4 separate regions of the Mus musculus genome follow, and regions 1, 2 and 3 are each linked to region 4. A link is a contact called in public HiChIP or PLAC-seq and promoter capture Hi-C data. All regions are on one chromosome and are shown on one strand. The core of a region is the stretch at or near the end of the contact, and the rest is flanking DNA. Distances in the headings are between cores, read along the strand shown.

What was found. Promoter capture Hi-C pulls out the DNA fragments that hold promoters and counts their contacts. HiChIP or PLAC-seq counts read pairs in DNA pulled down with a chosen protein or histone mark.
Region 1: a contact with region 4 is called in a promoter capture Hi-C map of macrophages, with 5 read pairs. The contact joins the promoter of Polm here to the promoter of Ccdc117 in region 4. A contact is called at or near these places in 3 of 39 promoter capture datasets (liver and macrophages), 1 of 484 Hi-C or Micro-C datasets (embryonic stem cells) and 1 of 115 datasets of contacts at active chromatin or transcription factors (pancreatic cancer cells).
Region 2: a contact with region 4 is called in an H3K4me3 HiChIP or PLAC-seq map of neural tube, with 5 times the contacts expected there. The contact joins the promoter of Emid1 here to the promoter of Ccdc117 in region 4. A contact is called at or near these places in 5 of 39 promoter capture datasets (cranial neural crest, frontonasal cranial neural crest, liver and 2 more), 6 of 115 datasets of contacts at active chromatin or transcription factors (the 230-238 cell line, astrocytes, bone marrow-derived macrophages and 3 more) and 2 of 9 other capture datasets (embryonic stem cells and pancreatic islet).
Region 3: a contact with region 4 is called in an H3K27ac HiChIP or PLAC-seq map of regulatory T cell precursor, with 6 times the contacts expected there. The contact joins the enhancer-like site here to the promoter of Ccdc117 in region 4. A contact is called at or near these places in 1 of 39 promoter capture datasets (embryonic stem cells), 2 of 484 Hi-C or Micro-C datasets (CD8 T cells and regulatory T cells) and 5 of 115 datasets of contacts at active chromatin or transcription factors (astrocytes, bone marrow-derived macrophages, epiblast stem cells and 2 more).

Annotation. Positions count from the first base shown.
Region 1 is chr11:5,836,541-5,839,299 of GRCm38.p6, reverse strand. It overlaps Polm (polymerase (DNA directed), mu), which reads left to right and starts at 1,284. Exons shown (of 11, transcript NM_017401.2): 1 at 1,284-1,739. The coding sequence starts at 1,549.
Region 2 is chr11:5,150,788-5,153,487 of GRCm38.p6, reverse strand. Emid1 (EMI domain containing 1) reads left to right here and starts at 1,258. Exons shown (of 15, transcript NM_080595.3): 1 at 1,258-1,366. The coding sequence starts at 1,266.
Region 3 is chr11:5,176,100-5,178,799 of GRCm38.p6, reverse strand. No RefSeq gene overlaps it. Among named protein-coding and RNA genes, the nearest start is that of Emid1, 25 kb to the right of the region's middle. Within about 2 kb of position 1,434, at least 89 of the 459 cell types and tissues checked have an H3K27ac peak or open chromatin away from gene starts, as enhancers often do. A contact at or near this core is called in CD8 T cells, bone marrow-derived macrophages, regulatory T cells and 1 more, where this site is marked.
Region 4 is chr11:5,540,880-5,543,579 of GRCm38.p6, reverse strand. Ccdc117 (coiled-coil domain containing 117) reads left to right here and starts at 1,363. Exons shown (of 5, transcript NM_134033.2): 1 at 1,363-1,703; 2 at 2,157-2,207. The coding sequence starts at 1,522.

The DNA of each region.
Region 1 (2,759 bases), core at 35-2,534, 300 kb before region 4:
CCCAGCCATCTTTAACTGCAGTTCAAGATCTCTGCCCGCACCAGGCATACACGTGGTGTACATGCATGCATTCAGGCAAAACAATTAAGCACATAATTAAAAAAAAATTTTTTTAAGGGGCTAGAGAGATGACTTATTGGTTAAGAGCACTTGTTCCTGCTGAGGACCTGAGTTAGATTCCCAGCATTCACAGGGGCAGCGGCTCACAAATGTTCTTAACTCAAGTTCCAAGGATCTGAAACATTCTCACTCGACGGCACCAAACATGTACGTGGGGTACAGCTACACATGCAAGTAAAACACGAAGACACAGAAAATAAAAATAAATACATCTAATAAATATTTTTAAAAATTAAAAAAAATCGAGTGTCACTAATATAGCTTTGGTTTCTTTTTCGGATTTAAATGATTGCTGATCCGTCTGAGATCTGCTTAATGTTAAGCAGTTTGTAAGGGGGCCAATTTTTTTTTTTTTTTTTTGACTATGGCATAATGGGGCATAGGAACATTTCTGACAAAAGATCCAGTGAAATAACTGAACAAAGGGTATCAATCAGGACTCAAAATCCTTCCTAATGTAACTATAAAGGAATTTTAATAAGTTTAATCTATAAAATCCATAAATAATGCTGTTCCAGATGAAGAGCCACTGGAATTATTTTTCTTCAATCGGGGAAAAAGGGCACATAGAAACCATTTCTGTTCACTTCCACTGGGATCTAGTCTTTTTTTTTTTTTCCCCAATTTTTTATTAGGTGTTTTCTTACTTTACATTTCAAATGCTATCCCGAAAGTCCCCTATACCCTCCCCCGCCCTGTTCCCCTACCCACTCACTCCCACTTCTTGGCCCTGGTGTTCCCCTGTACTGAGGCATATAAAGTTTGCAAGACCAAGGGGCCTCTCTTCCCAATGATGGCCGACTAAGCCATCTTCCGCTACATATGCAGCTAGAGACATGAGATCTGGGAGTACTGGTTAGTTCATATTATTGTTCCAACCTATAGGGTTGCAGACTTAACTTTCCAAATGGAACGCCAGCTGTCCCAATGCTGTTCGTTACATTGGAAAACGTTTTCACCCTCCACCAGCTCACATGTATACTACTCAAACTCCGTTCCCCTCTGCATACCCAGGGGAAGTGGCGTGGGCGCTCTGTCACCAGCAGAGGCAGTGGAGGGTTATCCAGGACTTCTCATATGGCCAGGATAACCTGAGACCCCGCCCTCGGGGGCGAGGAAGAGAGGCCGAGACTCCGCCCCCGAGAGGAGAAAAGTGCCCGCCCAGTACGAGGCGAAGCCCCGCCTACGGGCCCAGGCTACTCTAAGGTCTGGGAAACCACTGGGGCTTTCTATGAGAGTAGTTCAAATAAGAATCCTCGGGCGTTATTTGCATAGAACTGGGGCTTCCGATGGGAAGCCAAAAGCATCCTAGAGGGCGTCTCGTTTGCATAGAGCAGACACCACTTCCTCTCTCCTCCTTCCGCCTTCTTTCATGACCCTGCCTTCCTTCGTTCTGCGGCTTCCTGTGCTTCCAGAGTTGGTGCCCAGATGCTTCCGAAGCGACGGCGAGTGCGAGCTGGGTCCCCACACAGCGCGGTAGCCTCTTCCACGCCGCCCTCGGTGGTGCGCTTCCCGGATGTGGCCATCTACCTTGCGGAGCCGCGAATGGGCCGCAGCCGCCGGGCCTTCCTCACCCGCCTGGCGCGGTCCAAAGGCTTCCGCGTCCTAGATGCTTACAGGTGTGCGGCTCCCGGGAGGCCCCGATGGTGGTGGGATGCCATCCCCCTCCGGGAGCTGGTGTAATTGTGCCCGTCACCCCAGGGTAGGGACTTACTGTGGCCCAGGGCGGGAGCTGGCGCGCAGCTGTGACAGCAAGCAGCACCTGCGGCTTTGGGTTCCAAGCCAGCCTCGGTACTTCGCGGTTGCGGTACGGTCTCCAACCCGGAGTTCCTCTTTTTGAAAGGATGCCATCGAGTCAGAGGCTTCTTAAAGAGCTATAAAAGAAAGAATGGTTAGTGAGAAATATTTGCTAGCTGCATTCCCTCCAATGAGCCAGCGGTCAAAGATGTCCTGAGTTTGCAGACGTCACCAACTAGCTCCAGTAGAGAAAATGCCCAGGGCAGTGGAGTAACTGAGATTGAGGAGACTAAAGGAGCCTGTGCCCGTGTAGCTGGCTAGTTTGTTTGCAACTAACTCCTCCCTCCACAAATGAAACATTCTTTTTGTTTGTTTGTTTTGTTTTTTTTCGAGACAGGGTTTCTCTGTGTAGCCCTGGCTGTCCTGGAACTCACTCTGTAGACCAGGCTGGCCTCGAACTCAGAAATTTGCCTGCCTCTGCCTTCCAAGTGCTGGGATTAAAGACGTGCGCCACCACGCCCGGCTCAAGACTACACTTAAAAGAGTAGAGATAACAATTTGGATTTCGTGTGGCTCTACATTCTTACCACAGCCTGACAAGGTGGCCTGCATTGGATTTTCCCAGTGTAAAGGAAATATAAATACGATGCTTTCCAAGTACATACAACAAGAGTCTGCCTACTGGGGTTTGAATAAATAGGGCAAAATTCTTGTGTCTTAAAATCTTAGCAGAATGGTATGCCAACCTGTAGTCCTGGTACAAGGGTACTAGAGTTCCAGGCTAGCCTGGCCTACAAAGCAAGTCTCTAAACAGCAATTAGCATTGAGATCAGAAACACCTGGCCCTGGCCACTAAGGCACCTGAGGCAGAGGGTGGCGGGTAACATGCCCAAGTGGCTTGT
Region 2 (2,700 bases), core at 9-2,508, 390 kb after region 4:
TGAAAGCTAGCCATATTATATATGTGTGTGTGTGTGTGTGTGTGTGTGTGTGTGTGTGTGTGTGTATTTGTTCCAGACCAAGCCAGGACATATAGAGAGCTCATCTAAAAGAAAGAAAGAAAGAAAGAAAGAAAGAAAGAAAGAAAGAAAGAGAAAGAAAGAAAGAAAATCATACTTCATATACACACATATGTACATATATGTGTGTACATATATGTACATATATGTGTGTACATATATGTACATATATGTGTGTACATATATGTACATATATGTTCATATACACACATGTTCATATACACACACATGCACACGTGTACACAAACATGATATGCATGCATACAGGCATCTCACGTGTACACAGACATACATGCATACACATGCCCACCACACAAACACATACATTGTTCATTCAAATATGGCGTACATAAGCAAATACTGCCCATGCTCACAAACACATCGTGTACACACAGATTCAGCACATACATGTTTACAGCGCCGTGCATGCATACAACATTATCCATGCACACAAATAGTCTATCATGTCAGCACAGGCAAACTCCTCGCACCTGCTATGCCGCGTGGAATGTGCCTGAGTCCCACCCAGGCCCTCTGCTCTCAGCCAGTCCTTACCTTAGGGAATGGGAAATTGAGGCCTATGCCAAAATGCTGTCTACACTTGTGCTTAGACCCCAACACTGAGATGAGGGGATTGTGGGTCTGGGGTTACTCTGCCAGAGTGCTCTGGGCCTTAGTGTCTCCCTGTAAAACAGGTATAAGGGTCACTGCACTTAGGGGACGCGGGAGCACCTGAGCCTCGGGTTTCTCCTCCGTAACATGGGCGACCTAGCCAGCCCAACACGGAGTGATGAAAGCTTTAGTCAGGGCAGGATGTATGGGGTGAGATGCCTGGGACAATGGCACAGCTCGCGCAGGAAGCCTGTGTTAGGTCGATGGGAAGATCCTGTGTGTTTCGGGAACCCAGTTCCGCAAAGATGTCAAAGATGTGCGTCCAGAGGCGATCGCTCTGGAGTGGTGGGTTCAGGTCCTGGCAGCGTTGCGGGGACGAGGGGGCGGGTGCGGCCAGGGCCTCAGTTTCCCAGTCTGCGGCTCAGGTGGGCACCTGGAGGGCGTCCTGGCGGGGGCGCGGACGGCTTCCGGGTTGGCGGGGGGCGGGGGGCGAGGGGCGGGCGAAGCCGAGCGCCCCCGCCCTGCTCCGCCCGGAACCGGCTCTGCGCGCCCGCGGCTGCGGTGGGGACGACAGCATGGGCGGCCCGCGGGCCTGGACGCTGCTCTGCCTCGGGCTCCTGCTCCCGGGAGGCGGCGCCGCGTGGAGCGTCCCGGGCGCCCGGTTCTCGGGTCGCAGGTAAGTCTCCCCTAGCTCTGTGCAATCCCAGCACTGGGGTGAGGGAAGCAGACCCCAGCTCCGTGCAACCCCGAGACTGGGACAGGGACCCGACCCCAGCTCCGTACAATCCCGCGACTGGGGCAGAGACCCGATCGCAGCTCTGTGCAACTTCAGGGTCTGGGACAGAGACCCGACCCCAGCTCCATGCAACCCTAGGACTGGGACAGAGACCCGACCCCAGCTCCTTGCAATCCCGGGACATCGGAGGCAGTCCGAGACTGTTGCAGGGGCTCCATCGCTCATCTCTATACCATAAGCAGTGGGAGCAGGGGTTTGGCACGCTGTGCTCAGGATAGCCGGCTCACCTACTTCTGTGTGAAAGAACAGACGGCCTCCCCTACTGAGATCCCGGAGGCCCCAGAAGGTGGACCCATGGCAATGCAACAGAGCTTCCCAGGACTTCTGTGGGTCTCGCCCAAGCCCCCCTTCCCTTCATGTACATGTAAAATGCCAGGATCACCCCTTAGCCAGCCCTTCAGGAATCCCCTCTCTTTTCCCCTGCTACTGTCTTTTTCTTCTTTCTTTCTTTCTTTTTTTTTTTCTTTTTTCTTTTTTTATGTCCCAGCTATTTATTTCACTCGGAGGAAGGACTGGGGTGGAGACTGCACAGTGGGTCAGTGTCAGAGGCCCCCTGGGACCTGGCATTTGGTTGGACCTCCCAAAAGCCTATGACTCTCTGCCGGCCTTTGTGGAGTGTTTCCCAGGATCGGGTCCTGTGGGGCTTTTTCTAGACAGTGCCTTCAAGACTGGAGGATGTAGGGAAACTTGTCCCCACTCAATAGAGGGGCAAACTGAGACTAATGTGCTCGTGGTGGGTATTCATGGAAGAGCTGGGATTCAGCTCTCCCTTTCTGGACTCGATGGCAGAGTTTGAACCTGCCCTGGCCCCTGCTCTGCCTGTAGCCCCTGCCCCTGTCTCCAGGACAGACAATGTGGACTAACCAGGCCTCTTAGGCCTTTCAGCCCATTCAAAGGCCCGTGAGGGCCCCACCCCCCTGTGGCCTCACTTCTTTCTTTTTAGAAGTTTCCCTTTCTTGTGGTCAGAGGCCAGCAACCCCCCCTGGGAGCTAGCAAAAGCAGGTGACCGGGTAGAGCAGGCTCAGGGGTAGAAGTGGCTGAGGCAGCAGAGGTCAGGCAGTTAGCTGTCTGAGATGGGAACAGCCGAGTGGCAGATGTGGCAGATGCCACAGCACCCCTACAGTGTGCCAACCACAGCTGGTGTGGGCTGGCACTTTTCCTGCATCCATTGCTTCTAGAACCTTCCCAGCTGCTATCTAGGCTTGCTTCTCTCT
Region 3 (2,700 bases), core at 185-2,684, 360 kb after region 4:
CCACCATCCATGGTGGGTGAAAACTTTCCAGTCTGCTGCTACAGAGTCACACATACTCCTGTAGGCAAGCCTTCACTCATGCTCTGGTCATGTGTGAGCCTTGATGAAACCAAACTCTAGTTTGATATTGCGTTCTTAGAAGAGGGAGGGAGGGAGGAAAGGAAAGGAGGGAGGGAGGGAGGAAGGGATTTACATCTCCCCAGGGAAGAAATTCTCATTGTTCCAACCACAACACAAAGTAGCAGACAGTGAGTGCCCCAGCAAGGGACAGAGGGATGCTCGCTAACCCTGAGACCAGCCAGGCAGGAACCTAGCTTTACAAGAAAAAAAGGGGACTGGCCGGGGCGTGGTGGCGCACGCCTTTAATCCCAGCACTCGGAGGCAGAGGCAGCCGGATTTCTGAGTTCCAGGACAGCCAGGGCTATACAGAGAAACCCTGTCTAGATAAAAAAGAAAAAAAAAAAAAAAAAGAGGGAACTGGGAAGTGGGGGCAGGGGGGGATGCAAACCTATGGACCGGGAGCTCTTAGGGAGCGAGGACTTGGGGCTGCAGCTCATAGGGCTGGCCGTCCCAGGTATATGGCGTTTGCAGGGTCCTGTGCTCCTGATTTGGCTCTGGCTGTTGGCCTCCTGAGAGTCTTCATTATTTTTCCAAGAAGAGACTCTATATTTTCATTTTGCACTGTGGTGCCCACAAATTATAGTCAGTCCTGAGTCCAGAGACTCTGCTGCTGAGGCTAAACACTTTGCCCATCTATGTCTAGCACATACTACATAGATATTTGTGTGCACACCAAACATGTGTATACCCACCATACGTGCATATAGTCCCCGGTACCAGCATACCCTTTCAGACTTCTCCCTCCAAGACCTTTTTAATGATTTATTTATTTACTTCTTTGTGCACTGGTGTTTTGCCTGTATGTATATCTGTTTGAGGGTGTCAGATCCCCTGGAACTGGAGTTATAGGCAGTTGTGAGCTGCCCTGTAAGTGCTGGGAACTGAACCTGGGTCCTCTGGAAGAGCAGCCAGTGCTCTTAACCATCTCCCAGCTCCTACATGGTTCATTTTACCTATAAATATTTACTGAACATCATATGACTGATATGATAGGATATATGATAGTGTTGATGGCAAGGAATACTGGGACAGACAATGGCCTCTGCTTTGTGGAGCCTGAGGCCATGTACCCTGGCCAGGCTGGCCTTCTGGAAGTTACCTGTCTCCTTGTACCAGCTGTAGGCCACTGAGCGCGGAGGACTCCCGCCTGACCTGGCACCTAGCTCAGTTCACCAGAAGCCTACCCAGGGCGTTGGCCATTGGCTCGGTTGGGAATATTCTAGAGGATCCAGTGAGTCTTAGGCGACACAGAAGTTATAGACGCCCATCCTTTCTCAGCCGTGATGAGATGAACCTTTCAGAGATCAAGAGACCACGATCAAAGGGTTTTTATGTCAGTCTTTCCTTCCTGCCTCAGGCTGTGGTAAGCGGCTGTGATGCGCACATCCTGCTTCCTGCCTCTGCTGGCAGCCAGAATCTCTTCTTTAGGGTTGTTTTTTTTTTTTTAAACCACACTAGAGATCATGCCAGGGCCAAGGCAAGAGCTCTACCCTAGCACGTGTTTGTTTGTTTGTTTGTTTGTTTGTGAGGTAGCCTCAAACTCTCCACCTTCTATCTCAGCCTCCAGTATGCTGTGCTTAGAAGTCTGCACACTCAGAGACTCAGAGACTCTGCAGCGCTCAGCCTGAGCCTGGGGCCTTGGGGTGCTCTACCATCGAAGAGTCCCAGGCCTATTCCAGTGTAAACTCACGGGCCTCCAGCCTCAGTGGAATTTCCTAGTGGAATTGCTGTCTTTGTCACCAGTTTGACTCAGCAGCCAGATTTTAAGCCCCGGCCATTGAAAACTCTGCAGTAACGTACCTCAGCTGGTCTTAGGCACTGCCCAGAAAGTATGGCCGACAAAACAGCCCAGCTGTTTGAACAAAAGAAGCTGGTGACATCAGAGTGCCAGGTGGAGCTGCCTTCTCCTCAGACTGAAAGCATGTTCTCATGACGGCCTGTCACAGCTACCCCCTCACTTGAGGCAGGACTGAGTTATGCCCTTCTGGTCTCGGGGACCTGTGAGGTGAATTCTGCTCTGTTTCTCAACAAAACAGCATACAAGTCTACAGAATCGACTCAGTGGGTGTGTGCCTAGGTCCACACAGCATGAGGACCCGAGTTCAGATCTCCAGCATCCAGGTTAAAAAGCCAGGTGTGGTGGCGTGTACCTGCAGTCTAAGTGCTGGGACAACACTGGCCAGCCAGCTTAGCCAAATCAGTACCTCTGAGTTCAGTGAGAGACCCTGCTCAAAAACTAAGGTGCAGAGTGGGTAAGGGAGACACTTGACTTCAACCACTGGCCTACACAGACAGACAGACAGACAGGCAGAGACAGACACACAGACATACAGAGACAGAAAGAGATAGACAGATACACACAGACAGACACACAGATACACAATATACACAGACACACGACAGACACATAGAGAGTAAGTCAGAAAGACAGACACATACAGAAACATAGACACACAAGACACACACAGACACACAGAGACAGAGACAGAAAGACAGACAGATATACAGACAGACAGACAGACAGACAGACAGACACACAAACCACAACAAGAAACCACAAAAACCCAGAAAGTATGGGTT
Region 4 (2,700 bases), core at 114-2,613:
AGTTGCCTTTATGAACTTTACTTCCTCCAAATCATTTATCACTAACTCAACTCCCCCAGGCTAAGACACTAACTCACTTCCTTAAGTCCACTCTAGTTCAGTTACTGGTGTGTCCTTGATAAATCTTTGGCTAAATGGCATTGACAATGGTATAAGCCACTCAGTGATGAGTGATGGGATCATTCTTTAAGGCAGAAAAAAATGGGGGATGATCAGTGGTAGGACTGACCAATCAATCCTCCACTCCATTGGTCCAACCTAAGCAGGGGACATTATTAACCATCTTTGGATATACAAGGCTGAACTTCTGCTTTTCCCCTCCAATTGCTCTCCCAATCTCTGGGGGTTTTAGTAATTGTCCATGGGATCCAATACATCAAAAATTTCATTTATGATAAAACACAGAAACAATTGAAAGATAGCATTACAAGTACACACATGTAGAGTTTTCTAAGCCTTGACATCCTGTTTTGTTGTTAAGGCTGAACTCAACCATTCTCTTGCTTCAACCTCCCTATAGCTGGGATTGACTGGAAGTATGTGCCACACATCCACCTGCTTCATGTATAAATATTGTGGTGGAGTACATGCACCCTACCACTCAGCTGCACTTCCCTCTCGGAGTTTTATTAGCTTTTAATTTTCTATTTGTTATTGTTATATGTGTGCATGAGAGTGCATGTGTAACCAGGGAACAAAACCAAGCCAGTCCCCACCCCCACCCCACGAAAGGAAGTTCAAGAACAAGTTTCTAGAGTTGGTTTTCCTTTCACCATAGATTCTAGAATAATAACTCCAGCTGTCAGGTCCCACTCCTAGGCATTTTTTTTTTTTATATTTTGTTTCGTAACAGTGGCTGGCCTGGAAGTCACTATGTAGACCAGACTGACCTAGAATTCAGAGATTTTCCCTCCTCTGCCCAGAAAGTGCTGGTATTAAATGTGTGCACCACTATGCCCAGCCCCACCTCTAGATTTTTAATTCATTCACTACTCACTTCAACTCTGAAAACATTTTTTCTTATCCTGTTTACTACAGAAGAAACAGAAACGTGTAACTTTTTATTTTGGACTGGGTCCCACGTAGACTAGGCTAGCCTAGACCATGCTACTTAGTCAAAGTCTGGCTTTGAATGTGTCTGATTATCCTGCCTCCACCTGATAAGAGCTGGGAATCCACCACGCCCAGCTCAAACGTTCTGTATAGGGATTGGGTGTCTGTCATTCTGGCCGGGTGAGGGCGACCTGACCTCCTGCAATTCGTCCGGTACACCCCCGGCCATCTTGCCTGTAGTCCTTAAGGACCACAACTCCCGGCATGCCTCACGACAGCGGCCCTCTATACACAACAAATCCCGACGTGTCTCTGGGCGGTCCGGAGTGGAGGGTTCTAGAAGGCGTGAGGTTGGGGGGCCGAAGAGGGCTCAGAGGCAGGTAATCGTGGGTAGCGTTGGTGGCGGCCACTGCGGAGTCTGGGAAAACGAACGACTGGGGTCGCGGACGCAGCCTCGTCTGGAAAGCCATGGCAGCCCTCGGCCGGCCCTTCAGCGGCCTCCCTCTGAGCGGCAGCGCGGACTTCCTGCAGCCGCCACCGGCCTTCGCGGGCCGGGCCTTCCCGCCAGGAGCCGCCGGCCATGACCTGGCCCCGCGGCCCGGTGTCCGCGGCGCGCCGAGCAGCCCGGGCGGGAGAACAGCGCGCGGACGGTGAGCAGGCGGGGCGGGCCCGTTAACCTCTCGGGACGTTAACCGTGAGTCCCGGGGCGCAGGGCGGGCGACCCTCGAGGGTTCTTCGGCCTGGACGCTTCCCTCCACACGCGCGGCCGCCGGCTGCCGGCCGGGACAACTTTGAATGCCTCTGGGACACTTGGGTCCCTCATCGGCAATGTTGGGGGCAGAAATGGGTTTGGAGCGAGTGCTCAACTGTCACTGCCCCGACAGAAGTGACAACTTCAGATTTTCTTGTCTGAGGTTATTTTATTCGGAGCCCCTGGCAAATCGTGATCACCTGGGACCTGTGTGGGTCTATCACGGCCAAGGAAGGAATGTTCAATTTGTGGCGGGAGATCCGGATGAGTGAGGCGACAAATACATGGTGCAGAAACGTTACATTTACGTTCCAGTCGTGAGTGACTGGTTTGTTTTTGTTTGTTCCAACAGTGTTTCCATTCACTGTAGAAAGAAACACAAGCGGTTGGCGGAGGATGATGAGTAAGTATCCAGACCAATTTGTCCTCTTTGTGGTCGCGGTTAGTTTAACACGTGTATCCTATTTGAAGTGAAAACGGTGAAGCACATGTATCTCTTTAAACTGCTGACATTGTTTGCCTTTTAGGGGCAGAAACTGAGTGGCGGGCAGGTAGAGGAAAATGCGCATGCATTTTAAACTGTCATTTCAGACACAAAAGTATTAAACCAAAACAAAAAGAAAATCCTAGGCTCTGTATTGGAAGGGTTGGTGTTCTCCGCGGAGGTAGTAACCATGTAACCTGTTCTCTTTCTCCTTAGGAAGAGTCCAGAAACTTACAAATTTTGTAGCCAGATACCTGGTCACTCTGCAATGCTTTGGAGTAGCTTATTCCAAATGAGTATATACAAGGTCTACCTGTTGGTTTTTGTTAAGATCGCCTGTCTGTGGAGCCGTGTCTAACCAGGGCTGTCCTCAAACTTATTAGATCTGTTTGCCTCTGCATGTTCAGATTAT